2 separate regions of the Sus scrofa genome follow, and region 2 is linked to region 1. Evidence: chromatin contacts called from public promoter capture Hi-C data. All regions are on one chromosome and are shown on one strand. Each heading gives the region's core, a stretch centred on a gene start, on an enhancer-like site or on the middle of the called end of the contact. The rest is flanking DNA. Distances are from core to core; before and after follow the strand shown.

Region 1 (6,184 bases), core at 596-3,095:
ATTTTGATCTAAAACGTGTTTTTTTTTTTTTTTCTTCTGGTCAAAATCCCCCACATTTGTTTTCCTTCATATTTTTTTTAAAAGGAAAAAGTTGCTTCCAGTTCCCCTTGTGCTTTCCTAGGCTCCAACAGTTCTGATTCTCATAACTGGCTATAGAAAAATACATGAAATGCTTACATTTTCCTGAGTTAGTTTCTGTGCATCCTGGTTGGATGCTCATTATGATCTGACTATTCTGACCCCAGTATACGTTGGGCTAATCTTTTAGTCAAATGCATGCATACATGAGAATGGATTTTTATTAAGAAAGCAGTTCTAGAGATTTCATTAAGCCAGTTTAATTCTTTGATCACTTTCGTAAACAATACCATAAAACTTAGCCCATTTTTTTTCCTTTTCATTTTATCTTGATATTACTTTCTTATGTATTTCACATGCTTTTCCTGGTTAAGTTATACACAAAGTTTTGACTCATCAGCTTACGTTTTGAACATATCAAATTTTACTTACTCTGCTACTGAGATTTCTTTTGTGGTCATTTCTGAGTCCAACTTTTCTAAGTCTTACTGGTCTAGAACATTGGTTCTCCCTGGTTAAGCCCAGAACCATCTGAGCCATTTGCAGTTTTACCTGTTTATCTTGTGTTATTTGTATCTAGAATGTTACCAGTTGGAAAAGGACTGATAGCTTGTATTTGTTTCTTAGCTAAGTCTTAACTGTCAGAAATGTAACAAGAAGGAGTAAGGTGAAAGGTTAATGAATAGGAACTGCACAGAAATAGGAAGGGCTGAAAAAGAGTATGAAAAAAACATCAAGTCCAAACATCCTGCTTGGTTCTATCAGTTCCTCTAAGTGTTACATCAGACTAGACAGCTGGCTCAAGGTGAAAGATTTCTTTACAATTCGAGACTAAATTCATGACCGATTTCCTTTGGAAACGAACAGTTGGGTAAAAGGGGGCTGATGAAGCATCGAAACGTTGGAGGCTTTTTTCCAGAAGTCATCAGGGTCATTTAAAGAGCTTTGGAAAAAGTAGAGCTTTAGGAGAAGGGGCAGCTGTCTTAAAATTATTTCAAGGGCACTGATGTCTATTCCTGGAACCTTTTCCTAAGAGAGTAAGGCATTTCGGTTTCTTGGAATGACTGAATTACACAAGCATGCCCAAGACTAAGCAATTTCAGAAAATAAGCAGTTGTCAAAACACTATGAATTACTTAGCGATAAAACCTGAGAGTGGTGGTGGGCGAAGGGTATGCTGCTAGGGGTACACAGACGACTTCAGCTGCATTTATGTTCCTTCGTTCCTTAACTTGCTTTTTGGAACACTCGTGGTTGTGGTAGTCCTATGGTCTATGCATTCTGGTATTTTGAAAACACTACAAAATTTTTGGAGGGTAACTAAGCACCCGGCAGCTCCGCGGAATCGTGACAACAAACGATAAATACAGTAAATATGCGTTACCCACAGACCTACGAGAGCCAACGTCCAGGCCGCGGTCTCCACGGCGGGCAGATCCCGTTCGGGCTGGGGGACCCTCCCCACGCCTCGCCCCACCGCGTCCCCTCGCCGGGTCGCCCTGACAGCTCGGCTGCCACGTGAGCAGCAGCCGTGGCCCCCGCGTCGAGCGCCCGGCCTCCCGCCTCACCTGCCCCGTCCACTGGTCCGCGCCTCCACCGCAGCGCCAGACAGCAGTGCCGCGGGCCGAGGTGCCGGGTACCCGCCGTGCGCACCTCGCCAGCTCTCTCCGAGTCGGACCGCTGCGGCGCCCAGCGGCAGGAAGCGGCTCCGCTCAAACCGGTTTCAGCTGCTCCAGACCAAACCGCCAGGCCATCCCGCGGGGCGGGGCTGGAGGGCTGGCGGGCGGGGCCTGACGTCACGCCCGGCGCCGTCCGAACCAATAGGCGCCCGCGCGTGAGGGGCGGGCCGCGCGAGTTCCTGGAAAGGGCCCGCATCGTCAATCGGTGGTGGCCGGGCATCCCCGGGGTCCCCGGCGTCTGCCTTTTCCGTTGGCTGGAATCCGCCGCGGGTGGCGGCGCCGAGCAGGCCTGGCTTGGGTTCATAGATGCCTATCTTGGAACTCTTAAGTATTAAGACAACCTAGACTAGGACGTGGAGCTGCAATTATAAATTGCATTTTTCCTCATCGGAAAGCGAGAGAAATGAGCAGGCCTGACCTCAGGAACTTTTCCTCCGTTCCAAATTAACAAGCACACTTGGGTCAGATCTTTAGGGTTAAGAAGGAGAATTAAGTGACCTAAGATGGTTGAGCGTTTACAACATTCGCTGCGAAAGCTTGATATTCCAAGCCAGCAGTATCACCTGGGAGCGATCAGAATTGCTCTATTGGGATCCTCTGCCTATTCGAATTGCGTTTAACAAGATCCCCAGATTATTTGTATGTAAATTAAAGTTTGAAGGAAATTTTATGGAAGCTGGAAAAAGTAGCAAAAAATTGTAGTTTAATTTCTGGGGGAAAAAATGAGCTATATTAAGAAAAAAAAAAAAAAAAGCGAGGAGTTCCCATAGTGGCACAGCGGAAACGAATCCGACTAGGAACCATGAGGTTTCGGGTTCCAACCCTGGCCTCGCTCAGTGGGTTAAGGAACCGGGTTGCCCTGAGCTGTGGTGTAGGTTGCAGACGGGGCTGGAATCTGGGGGTTGCTATTGCTCTGGTAAGGCCAGCAGCTGTAGCTCTGATTAGACCCCTAGCATGGGAACTTCCATGTGCCAGGCGTGGGGCCCTAAAAAGACAAGAAAAAAAAGTGAAGTTTTTTTTTCTCTTTTGATGGTCCCAGAAAAATGAGTTAATCAGCATTTGCCACTCACCCAACTTAACATTTTCCAGCATCAAGGTTAACCACTGATTAATTCCTGAAAGAAAATTTTATCAGGTTTTATTTAATCATTTAAATCAAGTGTGATACCGAAAATTTACAAAGAACCGTCTTGGAGTTCCCACTGTGGCATAAGGGGATCAGGGATTTGGGGAGTGCTGGGGTGTGGATTTGACCCCTAGTTGGACACAGTGGGTTAAGGATACGGCATTGCTGAGCTGCAGCTTAAGTCACAACTATGGCACGGATCTGATCCCTGGCTGGGGAACTCCATGTGCTGCAGGGAAGCAAAAAAAAAAAAAACCCAAAAAACAAAACAATAATAATAAAATTGGAGTTCCTGTTGTGGTGCAGTGGTTAAAAAATCCGACTAGGAACCATGAGGTTGCAGGTTCAGTCCCTTGCCTTGCTCAGTGGGTTAAGGATCTGGCGTTGCCGTGAGCTGTGGTGTAGGTTGCAGACGCGGCTCGGATCCCGAGTTGCTGTGGCTCTGGCCTAGGCCGGTGGCTACAGCTCCGATTAGACCCCTAGCCTGGGAACCTCCATATACTGCGGGAGCGGCCCCAGAAAAGGCAAAAAAGACCAAAAAAAAATAAATAAATGAAATTAATAAAAATATAAATAAATAGGAGCTCCCATCATAGCACAGCAGAAACTAATCCAACTAGGAACCATGAGGTTGCAGGTTCAATCCCTGGCCTTGCTCAGTGGGTTAAGGGTCTGGCATTGTGGTAAGCTGTGGTGCAGGTCGCAGACATGGCTGGGATCTGGTGTTGCTCTGGTGTAGGCCGGCAGCTACAGCTCCAATTAGACCCCTAGCCTAGGAACCTCCATGTGCCACAGGTGCGGCCCTAAAAAAAACCAAAAAAACAAAATATATATATGTGTGTGTGTGTGTGTGTGTATATATGTGTGTGCATGTATATATATATATGTATATGTATCTATAAATGGAACCACATTTTGGGAGTTCCCTTATGGTGCAGCAAGTAAAGGATCCAGCATTGTCACTGCAGCAGCTGAAGTGGAGCAGAGCCCAATCCTGGCCCCAGAACTTACACGTTGCAGGGGGCAGGTGTGGGGGTGGAGAGGAACCACATTTTTAGGAGATGTTAAAGGACTTAAGAGATAGCTCAAGCTGCGCTTTGGTTGGAATAGGACTATTGAAGTTCCCAAGCCAGGGATGGAATCTGAGCTGCAGCTGTGACCTACTCCACAGCCGCGCCAATGCTGACCCTTAATCCAGTGGGCCACAGCAGGAACTCTGAGCTCTAGCTTTTAGACAGCTTCTAGCTTTAAAACTTGTTTTTTCATGACTAAATTTGATATTTACTCTTGGATTAGATCCCAGGGCATTTCTGACTATTATACATTCAGTTACTAAATAACTTCTAAGTGCCTGCTTTGTGCACAGAATACAGTGGTTTCTTGATGGCCACTCCATTTAATCCCAAATTTCTTAAAGAATTAAAATTTCTTTTTTTTCTTTTTGTCTTTTTGCCTTTTCTAGGGCTGCTTCCTGCGGCACATGGAGGTTCCCAGGCTAGGGGTCTAATCAGAGCTATAGCAGCCGGCCTTCGACAGAGCTATAGCAACTCGGGATCAGAGCCGCGTCTGTGACCTACACTACAGCCCACAGCAATGCTGGATACTTAACCCACTGAGGAAGGCCAGGGATCGAACCTGCATCCTCATGGTTCCTAGTTGGATTCGTTAACCACTGAGCCACTGACAGGAACTCCAAAATTTCTTTCTAATTATATATCATTATCTGCTAAAGTCTACTGTTGTACATTTTCTAATAGCTTGGAATTGATTTCATTCCTCTGCTGTTAGTCATACTTGGGCAATGAATTTCTTTCCTATGCGTTTGCTTCTTTTAGATGTTTATAGAGTAAATCTTTATTTTTCCTGTAATCACCATTTAATCACGTTATTATTTACCTAATGTTTATAGTTGAAGTTGATGGATCTTATCCTTGCAACTTCCCAAAACCTATTGAAATAACAGAATAATCACATATATTTGAAATTTGTCATCAGTAGGCCAGAAGTTGAAGAATTTCTAGAAGATAAAAAACAAGCTAGCAACGTTGAATAACTGAAAAAATGAGAACAGTGCAAACCGGACCCACACAGTGGAAGAAGAGACTGAGCTACCACCTTTACATAGCCTTGTTTAAAAATGCTTTGAAGGGACTTCCCATCGTGGCACAGTTGTTAATGAATCCAACTAGGAACCATGAGGTTTCGGGTTTGATCCCTGGCCTTACTTAGTGGGTTAAGGATCCGGCGTTGCTGTGAGCTGTGATGTAGGTCGCCGACGTGGCTTGGATCCCGAGTTGCTGTGGCTCTGGCATAGAATGGCGGCTACAGCTCTGATTAGACCCCTAGCCTGGGAACTTCCATATACTGCGGGAGCGGCCCTAGAAAAAGCAAAAAGACAAAAAAAAATTTTTTAAAAATGCTTTGAAGTTCCTGTTGTGGCTCAGTGGTAATGAACCTGACCTGTATGCAGGAAGATGCAGGTTTGATCTCTGGCCTTGCTCAGTAGGTTAAAAGATCTGGCATTGCTGCAAACTTCGGTGTAAATTCCCTAATCTGGGAACTTCCATATGCCAAGGGTGCGGCCCTAAAGAGACAAAAAAAAAAAAAACTAAAAACAAACAAACAGAAAAACCAACTTTTACAGATGCAAAAGGCTATCAATTTTTTGTGTTTCATTCACCGCATTGGTGGTCCTGTTCCTCAAAGGGTTATGGTCGATGCTTTTCACTCCCTCTTCATGAGTCCATGAGCAATTCCCAAGTTATGGAGGCACTACTTATTCCTCATAGAAGTGACATAATTTTATGGTTAATTTTGATGTTAATTTTTCTTTACCATGAAGACCAATCCTGTATGGAGGAAACCAAGGAAATTGCTGATTTCCAAGCAGTTTAGGTGAAGCAAATGTGTACTATTAAAGCAATTTCAAATTGGCTGTAGCTTTTGTGTTGTATGCTTTCCAAACTCTCAAATGTAACATCGGATTAAAATGTCCGGAGCAGGAGTTCCCGTGGTAGCACCGTGGTTAACAAATCTGACTAGGAACCATGAGGTTGTGGGTTCAATCCCTGGTCTTGCTCAGTGGGTTAAGGATCCCGCATTGCCGTGAGCTGTGTTGTAGGTTGCAGACGCAGCTCAGATCCCACGTTGCTTGGCTCTAGTGTAGGCTGGTGGCTACAGCTCTGACTGGACCCCTAGCCTGGGAACCTCCATATGCCGCAGGAGCGGCCCTAGAAAAGGCAAAAAGCCAAAAAAAAAAAAAAAAAAAAAATGTCTGGAGCAGAAAAGATTCAAGTGATAA
Region 2 (5,920 bases), core at 1,796-4,295, 87 kb after region 1:
CCGATGAAAGGAATGTTAGTGGATGTAAAGAGAGTTATTTCCAGGCTGGACTTTGGAATTCCCACAGGCATCCACCCTCCACGCCTTTACCTCTTTTGCTGTGATCTTAGTGGAACAGATATAATAACGAGGGTCCTTATAAATGGAAGGACAATAGAGGTTATAACATATTCCAGTTAAGAAGGATGTATCTTTCGCATGAGGACTGGGAAAGGCCTGCTCCTGCCTGGGTTATATGCTTATTCTTTTGTTTTTATTTATTTATTTATTTATTTATTTATTTATTTATTTATTGTCTTTTGTCCTTTTAGGGCTACAGCCACGGCATGTGGAGGTTTCCAGGCTAGGGGTCTAATTAGAGCTGTTGTTGCCAGCCTACACCACAGTCAGAGCAACACCAGATTTGAGCCTCATCTGCGACCTACACACCACAGCTCACAGCAACACTGGATCCTTAACCCACTGAGCAAGGCCAGGGATCGAACCCAAAACCTCATGGTTCCTAGTTGGATTGGTTTCCACTGCGCCATGACGGGAAGTCTCACATGCTTATTCTTGAATAGATCACTGGAGACCAGGTGATGGGGTGGTGATTCTACCCCTGGGGTGAGGAACTGGCCCAGTCAGCCTTATCAAAGCACATGGAGTGTATTAGCTTTCTATTGCTACTGTAACAATTTACCACACTTAGCAGTTGAAAATAACAAATAAGTTTTATAACAGTTCTGGAGATAAGAAGGCTAAAATGGGAATCACTGGGCTAAAATTGAGATGTTGGCCAGGCTCCCTTTTTTCTAAGACTCTAGAGAAGACTCTGTTTCCCTACCTTTTCTTCTATACAGAGACCACATGCATATCTTGGCTCCTGCCAGATTCTTCCACTTTCAAAGCCAATAATATGCATGTCATGTCTTTTTTCTAGTTCACACTTTTCCATCTCCTGCTTTCAATAATAAAGACCCTTATGATTACACTGGGCCCACTGGATAATCCAGGATAATCTCTCAAGTCAGTGTCAACTGATTGGCAATCTTAATTCCTTCTACAAACTTCATTCCCCCTTGCCATGTAGTCGAACATATTTACAGGTTATAGGGATTGTGACATGGATTGTTTTGAGGGTCTATTATTCTGTATACCACATAGAACAAGCATAATATAATGAAATGAAGAGAAAGGTCATTCCCCAAAGGAAAGACTGCTGGGCAGACAAAAAGCCTAAGGCCTTTACTATAATTTAAGATATTTTTGTTTTGTTTTGTTTTTGCTGTTTAGGGCCGCACCTGCGTTTAGGGCCGTTCCCAGGCTAGGGGTCAAATCGGAGTTACAGCTGCTAGCCGGCCTATGCCACAGCCACAGCAATGCGGAATCCGAACCACATCTTCGACCTGCACCATAGCTCATGACAATGCCAGATCCTTATATAATTTAAGATTAAAAAAAAGATTTAAGAGTTGGTTGGAGTTCCCTGGTGGCTCAAACGATTAAGGATCCAGTGTTGTCACTACTGTGGCTCTGGTTCCTGCTGTGGCCCATGTTCCACCCCTGGCCTGGGAACTTCCGCAGGCCGAAGGCATGACCAAAAAAACAGTAATTTTAAGGGGTTATAGTCACCCATCCTGGTGTACCTTGTCTATATTTTTATTAAGCTTTTGTAGCAGATGTTTATGATGTCCTATGTCACATCCTCTCATCTCACCTAGTTTCACTGTACCTTTGGGAGTCAATTAGTACACATTGCCAGCATCCTTTTTTTTTTTTTTTTTTTTTTGTCTTTTGAGGGCTGCGCTTGCAGCATATGGATGCTCCCAGGCTAGCAGTGGAACTGGAGCTGCAGCTGCCAGCCTGCACCACAGCCACAGCAACGCCAGATCCATGCTACATCTGCAACCTACATTGCAACTCATGGCAATGCTGGATCCTTCAACCCACTGAGCAAGGCCAGGGATCAAACCCACATCCTCATGGATACTGGTCAGATTTTTAACCTGGTAAGCCACAGCAGGACTCCTGCCAGCATCCTTCTAAAGCATAAAGCTCTCTGCTTTCTCTAAGACAATGGAAGGTCACTTAGACCAATTCAGGTGCCTTGAAAGTGCCAGGTAATTAAGATCCCCGAGAGAGATAACATTCATCTAATGGGGGATGCGGGTCAATGGATAAAGGCCAAGTCTCTATCCTCTGGTGGGACACTTCTGATGTGCTTTCTCCATGGTTCTTCAGAGGGTCCCAGCGAGACAGTCTTAGTTGCCCACAGTGGTACCTGGTTCATTAGTACACCCGTGCTGGTTTTTCTCCCCACTCCATCATCTCTGCCTCCTAGGACCATCTCCCAAACAGACTATCTGCATCCATGTCTTTCTCTTCAATTTTGGATTTTGGGGGAAGCCAACCAAGGCGGTGCTTATCACTGCTGTTTGATGGAGAGTTGGTGCTGCAGCTGGCTGCAGGGTAAAACCCTGCCAGTACAAACCAGTAGAGCTTGTTTACAGGCATCTGCTTGGACTGGCTGGCACCCATGTGGTTGGTTGGTGCCTATGCCACCCAGGTCATCTCCAACTAATGAGGTCTACATCAACGCCAGGACATAAATGACTATCCCTGACGTGTCCTTCTTGGCCAATTACAAGGTTCCAGTTCAAGACGTGTGGGTAAGGAATATAAATAGCTTAAGATGATATTCTATTGGACCATGTGCTAAAAGGTCTGTCTACCTAAAATGAGGAGAAAAGGTGATCTAAGGTTACCTTTTTTTTTCCCTTTCAGTTCAGGCTGAGGTCAGGGTTGTTTGTTTGAATTCTGGCAATAACCCTGGGAATTTATTTAGGTGCCAAGGGAAACATGAAGACAGTGGCTCCAGAAAGACTGTGCTGCAAGGCACAGAAGACGGCAGGAGGAAGGGCCTCGCGTTAGACACAACAAATGCCTGGTGTCTTTCCAGGGGGTCAAGCATTCTTTCTCGGCCAACATGGATATAGTTTAACCTATGTGCTAGAAGAGAGATCAGGTGGAAAGCAAAGCCGCAGACGTCAGAAGACTTGGATCAGCTCACTGTGAGCAACTGCCTCCCCCGGAATGCAGCATGCAGCCATTCTCTTATGACATCCTGCCGCCTCCTCCAGGTGCTGGCAGAGCTGAGGATGGGCACTTGGTACACCTGGCAGCTCCCTTATCAGTGTCAGAAAGTACACTCTGAGGCTGCATGTAGGAATTTATTGGGCAGTGTTTTCAGGGACAGTATCTTTTTTTTTTTTTTTTTTTTTTTTTTTGGCCATGGCTTGCAACGCCTTGATATGGAATCTCAATTCCCAGACCAGGAACTGAACTGGGCTGTAGCAGTAAAAGTGCTAAGTCCTAACCACTAAACTGCCAGGGAACTCCCAGGGACAATATCTTTAAGGGGGTATTGGAGAGAGGTTTGGGCTATGATGCTGTCACTGTATAGGCCTCAACTGATCCCACCAGCTCAGGAGCTGGAGTGGTCCTTCAGAGTCATTCTAAATTGAAGCAATTACTCTTTGGACACTGGTACCCCCAGGAAGGGCACATACATCAAGGTACCGGCCAGAGCCTAACACCCCTGGCTGACAATGGGACACTTGTCTTGATTCTGAAGAGGGGATCTTGGTAAACTACCAGACATCTCAGTAGAGCGCCAGGTATGTTGGTAAAGCTCCAGAACGCTGTCCCCTTTGTCACTCAAAGGGCACTCACATCCCACCCCCTTCTTTAGTGACCTTCATCCTTCCCTGGAAATAGGAAGAGTTTCTATTACCTTACAGATGGTGAGGGCTGGCTAAACATAGAAAAAAATTTTGCATTTCAATAAATTACCCTGGCTCCAGTAGATGCAAACTATACATTTATTTATTTATTTTGCTTTTTAGGCTGCATTCGCAGCATGTGGAGGTTCCCAGGCTGAGGGTTCAATCAGAGCTACAGCTGCCAGCCTATACCACAGCCACAGCAATGTGGGACCCAAGCCACATCTGCAAATCTGAGTGATTTCCTCACAGGAGTCCTCATTGAATTGTTTTGTTCTCTTCCTTTTTTTTTTTTTTTTTTTTGTTTTTTATCTTATCTTTTTAGGGCCGTACCCACGGCCTATGGAGGTTCCCAGGCTAGGGTCAAATCAGAGCTATAGCTGCCAGCCTACACCACAGCCACAGCCACATCAGATCCAAGCCACATCTGTGACCTACACCACAGGTCCCAACAACACCAGATCTTTAACCCACTGAGTGGGGCCAGGGATCTATCCCAAGTCCTTATGGATACTAGTTGGATTTGTTACCATTGAGCCACCATAGGAATTCTCCAAGATCCTTAATTTCATCACAACTGCAACAACCCTTTTTTGCTTTCCTTTTTTTTTTTTTTTTTTTTTTTTTTTTAGGGCTGCACCTGCGGCATATGGAAGTTCCCAGGCTCTAATGCAAGCTACAGCTGCTGGCCTATGCCACAGCCACAGCAGACCAGATCTGAGCCATGTCTGCGACCTACACTATAGCTCATGGCAACGTCTGATCCTTAACCCACTGAGTGGGGCCAGGGATAGAACCCACAACCTCATGGTTCCTTGTCAGATTTCTTTCCACTGCACCACGATGGGACCTCCTTTTTTTTTTCTTTTTTGATCATGCCCTCAGGATGGGGAAATTCCTGGGCCAGGGATCAAACCTGAGCCACAGCAGCAGCCAGAGCCACAGTAGGGACAGCACCGAGTCCTTAACCTCTAGGCCACCACTAGAGAACTCCATCCATGTAAGATAATTTACTCAAATTTTCTGGAATTAGGATGTGAACATCTTAGGAGAAGGGACATAACTCAAGTTTACCACACCCTCCATCAACTTCACCATTTAATTCTGGCTCTAATGATAGCAGCTTTCATATGAGCCTTGAAGAGTGAGTTTTAGAGAAAACTCAAAATAGAGCTGGGTATGCAGGTATGTCTGTGCTCTGCCCTATCTCCTCACACTTATCATATCTGGGCTCCAGGCCTGAGTCTCAACTGCCCTCACTTATGATTATCTGCCTGAGGGTTCCTCTGGCTTCCTGAGTTGGTCCTGGCCACGTGGAAAGAGGGGGATGGGCCACAAGAGCCAAGGAATGGCTCTCCCCCTTGTCCCCAGCCAGCCCTCCATCAACACCTGATAAAGACCCAACCCCCTTGTCCTGTGACTGTGAAAGCTCTCAGGTGCACGTTCTATACAGTCTTCCAGAGTCCCCAGTGGAGTCAGCCTCCCTTGGTTTGAAGAGGTGACCTATTGGTAACACACTGTAGGAGAGCAAAGCTCGCCACCCTAAAATGTTCCTTTGGTATGGGGATTATTTCAAACTGAAAACAATCAAGGTCCAAAAGATTGGGAAGAAACTTTGACCTTCCCTCTCATTGCTTTTAATATTTAATTTTGTTTTCTTCATACAGCCCCACCTGTGACATGTAGAAGTTCCCAGGCTGGGGGTCAAATCAGAGCTGCAGCTGCCAGCTACACCACAGCCACAGCAATGCCAGATCCAAGCCATGTCTATGGCCTATACCACAGCTCACAGCAATGTCAGATCCTTAACCCACTGAGCGAGGTCAAAGATTGAACCCTCATCTTTATGGACGCTTGTTGGGTTCATCACCACTGAGCCATAACAGGAACTCCCTCTTTTTTTCTTAACAAAGTGATCGTACAGTTGCTTTTCCCCCTTATAGCTATGATTACTTGGAAATAGGTGAGAAACAAAGTGAGAGAGAAAGGGAGACACTAATAAAATAGCATACTTACCAGCATGTTAATGGAGATTCTTTCTCCAAACTCCAAGAAATTTCCCATAATACAAAAACTTAAATTGTTGTCTTCATGATAATTTTATCACATTAACATGATAGAGTCTAGAGTCGCTGATGGATTTTCCTGCTAATGTA

Evidence for each region. Promoter capture Hi-C pulls out the DNA fragments that hold promoters and counts their contacts.
Region 2: a promoter capture Hi-C map of liver shows a contact between it and region 1, with 4 times the contacts expected there. The contact joins the enhancer-like site here to the promoter of GPCPD1 in region 1. A contact is called at or near these places in 2 of 5 promoter capture datasets (fetal liver and liver), 7 of 47 Hi-C or Micro-C datasets (embryonic fibroblasts, heart right ventricle, liver and 2 more) and 2 of 2 datasets of contacts at active chromatin or transcription factors (alveolar macrophages and skeletal muscle).

Annotation. Positions count from the first base shown.
Region 1 is chr17:14,474,378-14,480,561 of Sscrofa11.1, forward strand. GPCPD1 (glycerophosphocholine phosphodiesterase GPCPD1) reads right to left here and starts at 1,846. Exons shown (of 20, transcript XM_021078049.1): 1 at 1,647-1,846.
Region 2 is chr17:14,560,511-14,566,430 of Sscrofa11.1, forward strand. No RefSeq gene overlaps it. Among named protein-coding and RNA genes, the nearest start is that of C17H20orf196, 47 kb to the right of the region's middle. Within about 2 kb of position 3,046, at least 5 of the 83 cell types and tissues checked have an H3K27ac peak or open chromatin away from gene starts, as enhancers often do. A contact at or near this core is called in liver and skeletal muscle, where this site is marked.